Linked DNA regions of Sus scrofa: regions 1 and 2 are each linked to region 3. The links are chromatin contacts, called in public HiChIP or PLAC-seq and promoter capture Hi-C maps. All regions are on one chromosome and are shown on one strand. Each heading gives the region's core, a stretch centred on a gene start, on an enhancer-like site or on the middle of the called end of the contact. The rest is flanking DNA. Distances are from core to core; before and after follow the strand shown.

Region 1 (2,700 bases), core at 148-2,647, 1.1 Mb after region 3:
GGACCTAGAAATTATCATGCCATACAATGAGACACCAACATCAAATGATTTCACTGACATGTGGAATCTGAAAAAAGGACAGACTGAACTTCTTTGCAGAACAGATGCTGACTCACAGGCATTGAAAAACTTATGGTTTCTGGAGGAGACAGTTTGGGGGGTGGGGGGATGTGCTTGGGCTGTGGGATGGAAATCCTGTGAAATCAGATTGTTATGATCATTATACAACTACAAACGTGATAAATTCATTTGAGTAATAATAATAAAAAATAATAGCCTTTAACATGCCTCCTGGCCTCAATCCTTAGCTAAGAGGTGGAGGTGGATCAGAAGGACTAAAGAGGTTAATGGTTATTATGCATGGTAAATACACTAAGGAGCTCACAAAATAACGATAGACTTACTTAGCTGTAATAAAACCTAAATAACGTTGCACTGCATCAATTGTTCGTTTTTGCCTCTCTGTCTGAGGGTACACAGGAGGAAATAGTAGATAAGATTAATGAGGGTTGGTGAGGAATCACAGGAGGCGGGATAGAGATGAAGGAAACACTTGAAACTAACAAGAACTAGGGCACTGATAACTAACCTGCCTCAGTCAAGGAAGTGAGACTGGTCCAGGATGCTGGGTCAGAAAGACAGGTGCTGACTGAACACGCTCCCAGCTTTGTTTCCTGACGGCCGGCTGAGGCACTACACCTTGGCGACAACTAGCAAAGGCTTACAGTCTAGTTCCTGGGAGGCTCCCAGTTCCCTAGGCTAACCTTTTGGTGCTGTGCTCAGAGGAACCTACGTTAGGGGCTGGGAGAAGCAGGTTATCTGGGTATGAAGGATGGAGAACAGAGCTTATTCCAAGAATACGAGAGAGAAGGAGACCAAAATGCTGCTAGGCCTTCTCTATGACTGCGGCGGTTCGAATACAGAGAGAGCCCAAACAAAGGCGGCCTCTTTCTGCGTCAAGGCACACACCTGGAGTGAAAGCAACCACTGCCGAGACCCCAGGGTCCGCTGGCTGGGCCAACCCCTAGCTCTCAAAGCCCTCTTGCCCCCCCCCCCCCCATCCCATCACCCCTCGCGCGGAGTCCCGAGGCTGTCAGCCCCCTCCAGGCTCGGGAAAGGCATGGTTTTCCTTCCCGGCTTCTCCCTTAAGGCACTGCGGCCAGCCCAGTACCACTGAGTCTTGGCAAGGGTAGCAGTGCTCCCACCTTCACTTTAATTAGCATCTTCCTCCCAGTTTAGAGCTGCACACAGGTAAATTGCTGCTTCTGCCGCTGCGGTCGCCGCTACCGCTCCCCAGCACTCCGCCTGTAGAAGTCACTTCTGCTTCCGGGTCACTGTCTGGCTCCACCCACCCGCTCCACCCCCTCCTTTCCACGGGGTTCTGGAAAGGCTCAGAAGTGCTCTCGCGTTTCTTTTTGGGGGCATAAAAAAAGAAGGCAGTCCGTTTAGTTACAGCAGAGATGACGCCACTCCGATCCTGAGAGTCCCTAGCGAGCCAGGGCTAGTGGACAGTGGGGGCGGGACGAATTACTTCTCCCATCATGCCAAGGAGCAGGCCCGCGCGTCCCACCCTGGGAGTTGTAGTCTCCTGTCCCTTGAATCCAACGGCATTCTCAGCGTGTGAACTCTGTTACCCAGAAGTCTTCTCAGGTCCTCCACCGAAGCTGGAATTCCTTGGTTAATTGTTCTCTCTGGCTATTAGCGGAACCTGTTAGTGTGGCCCACGAAGGTCAGCGGAGCTGCGCGAGGCTAGTTGCTAAGCAAGAGGACCTTCGGTCAACTGCCACCTGGGCCTCGACGAGAGGAAGTGAGTACCCCTACTCCGGAAGCTGGTTATGGGACCCCACTGTTCCCTCCTGGTCGGCTTCTTACCCCAAATTTCTCTTTGCAAGGGCAGGAAAAAGAAGAGTGACCTTTCTAGGGTCACTCACGACTCCGCTCCAGTTCTTCTCCTCCAGGAAATAGTACGTGGGATGGAAACACCAATAATAATTGAAACCACGGGACAGGTCTGAGGTGACTGTCTTCACGGACCGTGCCTCGGCCAGTGCTCTGATCTTCCACATCTAAGCAAGAAGCCCTGCCATTAAGGCCTAAGAGGAGATTGGTTCAGCTACCACTTCCTTACTTTTCCTACCCTCCAGGTCTCAAATTCGTCACTACCCCGAAGTCCCTGCCATGCCTCACATCGACAACGACGTCAAACTGGACTTCAAGGATGTCCTGCTGAGACCCAAACGCAGTACCCTTAAGTCTCGAAGTGAGGTGAGCCTGCTTCCTTTGTTGCTTCTTCTTGAGCCCACCTAATTGCTCCTGGTGGGCCAGGACTGAGACAGATTCCTGGCTCTTGCCCTCCTGCAATACTTGTCTTTTGGATCAATAAATGCTCAGTGTCCTGTTCCTATCTGCAGGTGGATCTCACAAGATCCTTTTCATTTCGGAACTCAAAGCAGATGTACACTGGGATCCCCATTATCGCTGCCAATATGGATACTGTGGGTACCTTTGAGATGGCCAAGGTTCTTTGTAAGGTAGGACTTCCCTTGTGCCCCTTCCTCATAGTGTCCAGGTTTGGGGGCTGACTGCAGAGGTATCTGCATCTCCACCCCTATCTCAGGTCAACTCTAGCAATTAACAGTGAGGATGCTCAATTTACTGTTTTAAAGCAGTACTAAGACCCCTTTATCTGGATTCAAAAGG
Region 2 (2,771 bases), core at 243-2,742, 1.0 Mb after region 3:
GGAGCCATGAGGCTGTGGGTTCGATTCCTGCCCTTGCTCAGTGGGTAAAAGGATCTGGCGTTGCCGTGAGCTGTGGTGTAGGTTGCAGATGCGGCTCGGATCTCGCGTTGCTGTTGTTCTGGTGTGTAGACTGGTGACTACAGCTCCAATTCGACCCCTAGCCTGGGAACCTCCATATGCCGAGGGAGCGGCTCAAGAAAAACACAAAAAGACAAAAAAAAAAAAAAAAAAAAGTTATGGTACATCCATACTGATGCTGTATAGCTGTTACGGTAAGGTAGATAATAGTGTAATGATGGAAAGGTGTCAGATATTTATTAAGGAGGAAAAAGCAAATTACAAAACAGTATCAGTTGATCCAGATACATGAGTACTATGTAAGTAGATAACTTTTTCTACATACAGCTGACTGGTGAACAACGAAGGGGTTAGGAGCAGAGACCCTCCTGCAGTTGAAAATCTGCAGGTAACTTTATAGTGGTCCCTCCATTACAGATTCTGCATGGGTATTCAACCAACTGTTTCACCTATTAAGGTCCGCAGGCAGCTCAAACCCATCTTGTTCAATGATCAACTGTATATATAAAAAAACTTTCTTTTTTAAAAAGTTGCTGCTTGGGTTTCCTTTGTGTTTTTTCAGCACTTGTGGGGGGGGTGCATCTCAGTTAAAGCAGGTGTCAGCCTGTTCTTACTGAAACGTAGTTGTCCTCCCCACCCCCAGGGAAACATGTTTCCTTACATTTCCTCACTGCAGTACCAGCCTAGTGCCTGATGTACAGTGCCTACTCCTAAGCTTTTGATGAAGGAAAAATGGAGAGAATGACTAAGAAGGGTTCTCTTGACTCCCCCACCCCATAACCCTTAGCCTTCTGCCTCTGGCACTCACCTCTGGTCGTCCAAAGCTGCATTGGCATGGTAGTACCCTGCCACTACCAGCCCGGCCTGCGCGCCCCACACATCCACCTGCCATGGGAAAGGGACCATCAGTAACTAAATCGTACCGCCCGCCCCGTGGGTGCGCACTATTGCCAAGAGGCCAGGGATGGGCTTAGGGCTGTTAGGGGCTGGTTAGGGTGGTAGGTGGGCGTCCAGCGGCGGCACCTGGTTGAGGGCGACCTCCAGCATGACAGACAAGGCCAGGTGGCTGTGGAACAGGGGGACACAGTCGGTGAGGCACAGGCATTCTCCCGACCGCGGCGCGGGCGCCAGCAATAGCCCGTTGACAGCGGCATGCGGGTAGCGGGCGGCGTGCAGACACATCTTCACGTAGGCCCGGGCGGAGATCTCCACCTCCCCCATGGCGAGCGGGGCCCCCAGCTCTCGTCCGCGAAGCCCCCTCCAACGCCCGAGGGCCCTCTTGGGCCCTTCCCCGTGCCTCCTCACTTAGGTTCGACAGTGGCGCTGACCCAGCTCAAAGACAGCCCACCGGCTCCCGCCGATCTCAGCCTGGCGACCGGCCCCCACCTGGCCCGGAAGGCGGGCGGCCTGGATTGCATGCTGCAGCACCGAGCTCCGCCTCCCCCCGCCCCCAAGTGGCGGCCACAGAGAAGAGCTTGCCTCGGGGACACGGAACCTGCGCCTCCAAGCCTGACCAGCTTCTGGAGTCCCGCCCACGTAATGATCTTTGATAGGTTTAGAGTGTCTCGTTTTGCCCAATCACCAACCGCATCCAATCTTGCCCCGCCTTTGTCTCCGGCGGCTGAAAAAGAACCCACAACGGTAGAGAGCTTCCCTCAAGCTGATTGGCTAGGCTACCCCACTTCGGCTCCGGATTGCAGGATGACTGCGTCTGTTATCTCTGCCGCCCGCCCCTACAGGCCCAGCTGGGTGGAGCCCGCGTCCCGCGTCGGGTGTCTTTGGAACCGTGGAACTTCGAACCAATGTGAGTACACAGGGGACGCCTGACTCCTACTATAGAATGAATGGGTTTGTGCTCTAGGGCGGCTCTGCCACTAACTAATGAGCCATGTTACTTTTGCAATCACAGGTTATCGGGCCGTTGGTTTCCTCAGTGTAATATCTACAGAAATAAAAACGGCTTTGACTGCAAGCGGGGGTAAAGGTCAAAAAGATTTTTATAGACCCATCCTTCCGATAATGTCCTGTGGTATAATTTCCTTAAGCCAAAATGTTTTGGGAGCGTTTTTTTCCCCTCCCAGCTCTTGAGAAGGAACCCAAGCATAATTTTCCCCGGGGAAGCCTCATTCTCTCTTCAGGCTTGCTCTGAGCTGATGGCAAGGGTGGTTTCTTTCTTCATTCCCTGATCTCAGCCGCAGAGCTTTCCCTCTATCTGTCCAAAGTCTGATTATTCCTATAAGGTTCTGCCCAAATGCCGCCTCTTTCAGGAAGAACTCATGAGACCTTCCACATGGAAAAAATCTTGTGAAATCCCCAAATACAGATTATCTTCATGGCTGTCAGGCCATGTAACTGTTATTTAGGATAACTTCTTAAGAACAGGATGGACCTCTTAACTCATCTCTGTCTTCCTGGCACCCCTCCCTTTCCCATCATCGCATTCACATTTAGTAGCTGGACAGAGGTGACACTTTGCTTTCTTTTTTTATTCGTCTTTTTGTTCTTTTAGGACCGCACCCACGGCACATGGAGGTTCCCAGGCTAGGGGTCCAATTGGCATTGTAGCCGTCGGCCTACACCAGAGCCACTGCAATGCGGGATCTGAGCCATGTCTGCAACCTACACCACAGCTCACAGGCAACCCCGGATCCTTAACCCACTGAGCGAGGCCAGCGATTGAACTCACAACCTCA
Region 3 (2,761 bases), core at 173-2,672:
TTGGATCCTGAGGTTTCTGTGGTTCTGACTGAATTCCAGAGGCCGGTTGGAGAGAGGCCTGCACTTCCTGACCCCCATTTGTATAGGGGAGCCCTGAGGTGCTTAGCCACCAAATAGTCACTGTGGACTAGGGCACCTCATAGCCACCGTATACTTCTTGCAAACCTGTTAGCTGCACAGGTCCCAGGGAAACCTTTCCTTGTATTGATCGTGGCTCCTCCCATGGAGTCTGGGGGAAATAGGACCTTTGCTCCAATACAATACAGAGCACTAGACTTTTCTTTCATTCTCCTGCCACAAATGTGATAGTTCCTGGGTCTCTGGGGTTTCTGAAACTTCCTACCTGACTTAATTTCGCCCAACCTCCATTATTCCTTCTTTTGCTGTCTTTCCCCCCACTACCTCCTTCCTCTCTCGCTGACCAATGCAATTCTTAGATCTTAGATTTCGCTGATGGTCGAGTTTTCGCTCTCCCACACTTTTCCTGCCTCTTTCGTTTTGCTTTTCCAGATCTAGCCCTCAGCCTCTTATCTGTCTCCCTTTCCCACCATCAGCTCTAGCCTGCCCTCCCCCTTCCCTGCAAACCTCCACCTTTTGTTCTCAGAGTCTCCTCAGCCTCTGGAGATTATACTTTTTAAGGGATTACCTCCTTTTCCGGGGTAGCGGGGGAACTGAACTCCTTAGTCCTGACTCCCATTCTCCCTTTTTCTAGCAATTTCACCAGACTCCGTTTGCCTTTCCCTAGATTCCATAGTCTTGCACTCCTTTCTTCCCTGGCCAGTCCTAATTTAAGGAACAGCAGATTACAAATGACAATAATAAAGAAGTGCATTTGTCTTTCTACAAGGACAGGATCCCCAGATCCAGTGTGGTGGTGGGATCTCTCAGTGGGTAGTTAGGTCTTGCTATTGTTGCTTTTAGGGGGGAGGGGGTTGGTCAGGGGAGGGACACAGGTGCTTGTCAAGAATAAGGGACAAAAATACGGTTGAGCCACAGGTCCCAGGAGACAACCCCTCAAATCAGGTCTCCTGGACGAGCAAGACCGCCCCCCGCCACCATCACGGACTCTGAGCTTCTTGTTTGCCCCAGCCACTGAGCCTCTCAGTACTTCCCACGGAGGTGAGACAAATGCTGAATACCAGAGGAATCAAGCCACCCAAAATATGCTTAGAGAGAGAAAGTCTCCCACATCCCGTCCCCTGAGTCCCTCCACAGTCCCCCGCTCTCGACTGTGGCCTCAACCCCTGCAGATGGCAGCCTCCACCACAGAAAGGCAACTTAGGGGTTTTTTTACCCGGCTCTTGGCTGTAATTGGATTCAGGCTGAAACAACCACGTCCGCACCGGGAAAGGAGGGCATAGGGGCGGGGGCGGAGGGAGGCTGTGGGAGAAGGGAGGGACCAGTGGAGAGAGCAAGAGAGAGGGCTCACGATCCAGTTCGCCCACTAAGCAGAAGAAAGATCAAAAAACGGAAAAGAGGGGACGAGCAAACAGGCGCTTTCAAGAACAAGCCCCTCATCTCCAAGAGGACAGCGCCCTAGGAACCCAAATTCAGTGCCTACCGAAGACAAAGGCTGCCCGAGGGAGCGGCGGCGCGACCCCGGGGCTTGGGCCCTGCCGCGGAGCCCGCACGGCCCGACTGCCTGGACGGTCGCGGACCATGTCTCCCGCCCCGCGACCCGTCCGCAGTCTGCTGCTCCCCCTGCTCACGCTCGCCTCCGCGCTCGCCTCCCTCAGCTCTGCCCAAAGCTTCAGCCCCGAAGTAAGTGAGCTCCTCGGGCCCTGCCCGGAGTTGCGCCCGCGGGGAGGCGAGCCCGGGGGTCTTCGGGGGAACAGCCCCCGGTCGGAGAGGAGGGCTCTCGGGGTCTCGGCCTGCAGGATCCCCCTTCCTTTCCTTTCCCTCCCCCTCTCCAAACTTCCAAGTCGATCCAACTTTTGCCTCCTCTCACCGATCCAACTTTTGCCCCCCCACCCCAGCCGCTGACTTTTTTTCCCCATTCCTTTCCCTGGAAGAACTTTCCAGCGGGGGCCCACTCCCCACCCCTCCCCAGTTCCCCTGGGCTCTGAGCTCAGCCCTGGAACCGGTCAGGAGCCTGATAAATATTTGGACTCGGCTCAGACCCCGCGCTGTCCCGGTTTCTTGTCATGTGCGAGAGTTTGTTGTTTCTCCAACTTTCCAGCTCTCCAGCGCTCTCCCGCCCGCGCTCGCCGGCGGCGCTCGGGCAGCCGGGGGGACTCGGAGACCGCGCCGTGCTGCCCCCGGCCCCCCACGCTGCGGCCGCCGCTGCCGCCTCCTGCCTCCGGGGCGGTCCCGGCCCTCCCCCGACGCCTCGGCAGCCAGGTGTGGTCGGGGGGTGGACAGCGGAGCGGCCCTGGCCCCCCTGCCACCCCCACCTCCACGAGAGAGCCCTCTGTGCCCCGGCCCGGAGCCCTGGCGTCGAGGGTCGCGGCACTGGCGCCCTGGCCCGAGTTTCTGGACACACAAAGCTCTCCTTGTGAGCCGGGGGCTTGGCCTGGCCGCCGCCTCCTCTCCCTGCTCCGCCATCGGCGCCTTTAGGCTCTTTTTGTTAATTGCTTTTCTGTGTCAGTTGCAGGGAGACTGGGGGTGTCGTACCGGGGAGCAGGGCCAGGCTCTGGCCCTAGGTGCCCGCACACGTCTCACAGACTGGGTTGCCCCCCACCCATTCCCCGACGCTGGCCCACCGGGCCCGGGAGGAAGCCGCGTGGGAGTTGTCTGAGGAAGTTTTTTCCTCTCTCTCTCT

The links. Promoter capture Hi-C pulls out the DNA fragments that hold promoters and counts their contacts. HiChIP or PLAC-seq counts read pairs in DNA pulled down with a chosen protein or histone mark.
Region 1: a contact with region 3 is called in a promoter capture Hi-C map of fetal liver, with 6 times the contacts expected there. The contact joins the promoter of GMPR2 here to the promoter of MMP14 in region 3. A contact is called at or near these places in 1 of 5 promoter capture datasets (fetal liver) and 1 of 2 datasets of contacts at active chromatin or transcription factors (alveolar macrophages).
Region 2: a contact with region 3 is called in an H3K27ac HiChIP or PLAC-seq map of alveolar macrophages. The contact joins the promoter of EMC9 here to the promoter of MMP14 in region 3. A contact is called at or near these places in 1 of 47 Hi-C or Micro-C datasets (embryonic fibroblasts) and 1 of 2 datasets of contacts at active chromatin or transcription factors (alveolar macrophages).

What each region holds. Positions count from the first base shown.
Region 1 is chr7:75,068,776-75,071,475 of Sscrofa11.1, reverse strand. It overlaps GMPR2 (GMP reductase 2), which reads left to right and starts at 1,397. Exons shown (of 10, transcript XM_001928014.5): 1 at 1,397-1,807; 2 at 2,145-2,265; 3 at 2,412-2,531. The coding sequence starts at 2,179. NEDD8 reads right to left here and starts at 1,529. Exons shown (of 4, transcript XM_003128544.4): 1 at 1,206-1,529. The coding sequence starts at 1,223.
Region 2 is chr7:75,157,955-75,160,725 of Sscrofa11.1, reverse strand. It overlaps EMC9 (ER membrane protein complex subunit 9), which reads right to left and starts at 1,492. Exons shown (of 5, transcript XR_002345919.1): 1 at 1,384-1,492; 2 at 887-963.
Region 3 is chr7:76,184,545-76,187,305 of Sscrofa11.1, reverse strand. MMP14 (matrix metallopeptidase 14 (membrane-inserted)) reads left to right here and starts at 1,422. Exons shown (of 10, transcript NM_214239.2): 1 at 1,422-1,761. The coding sequence starts at 1,660.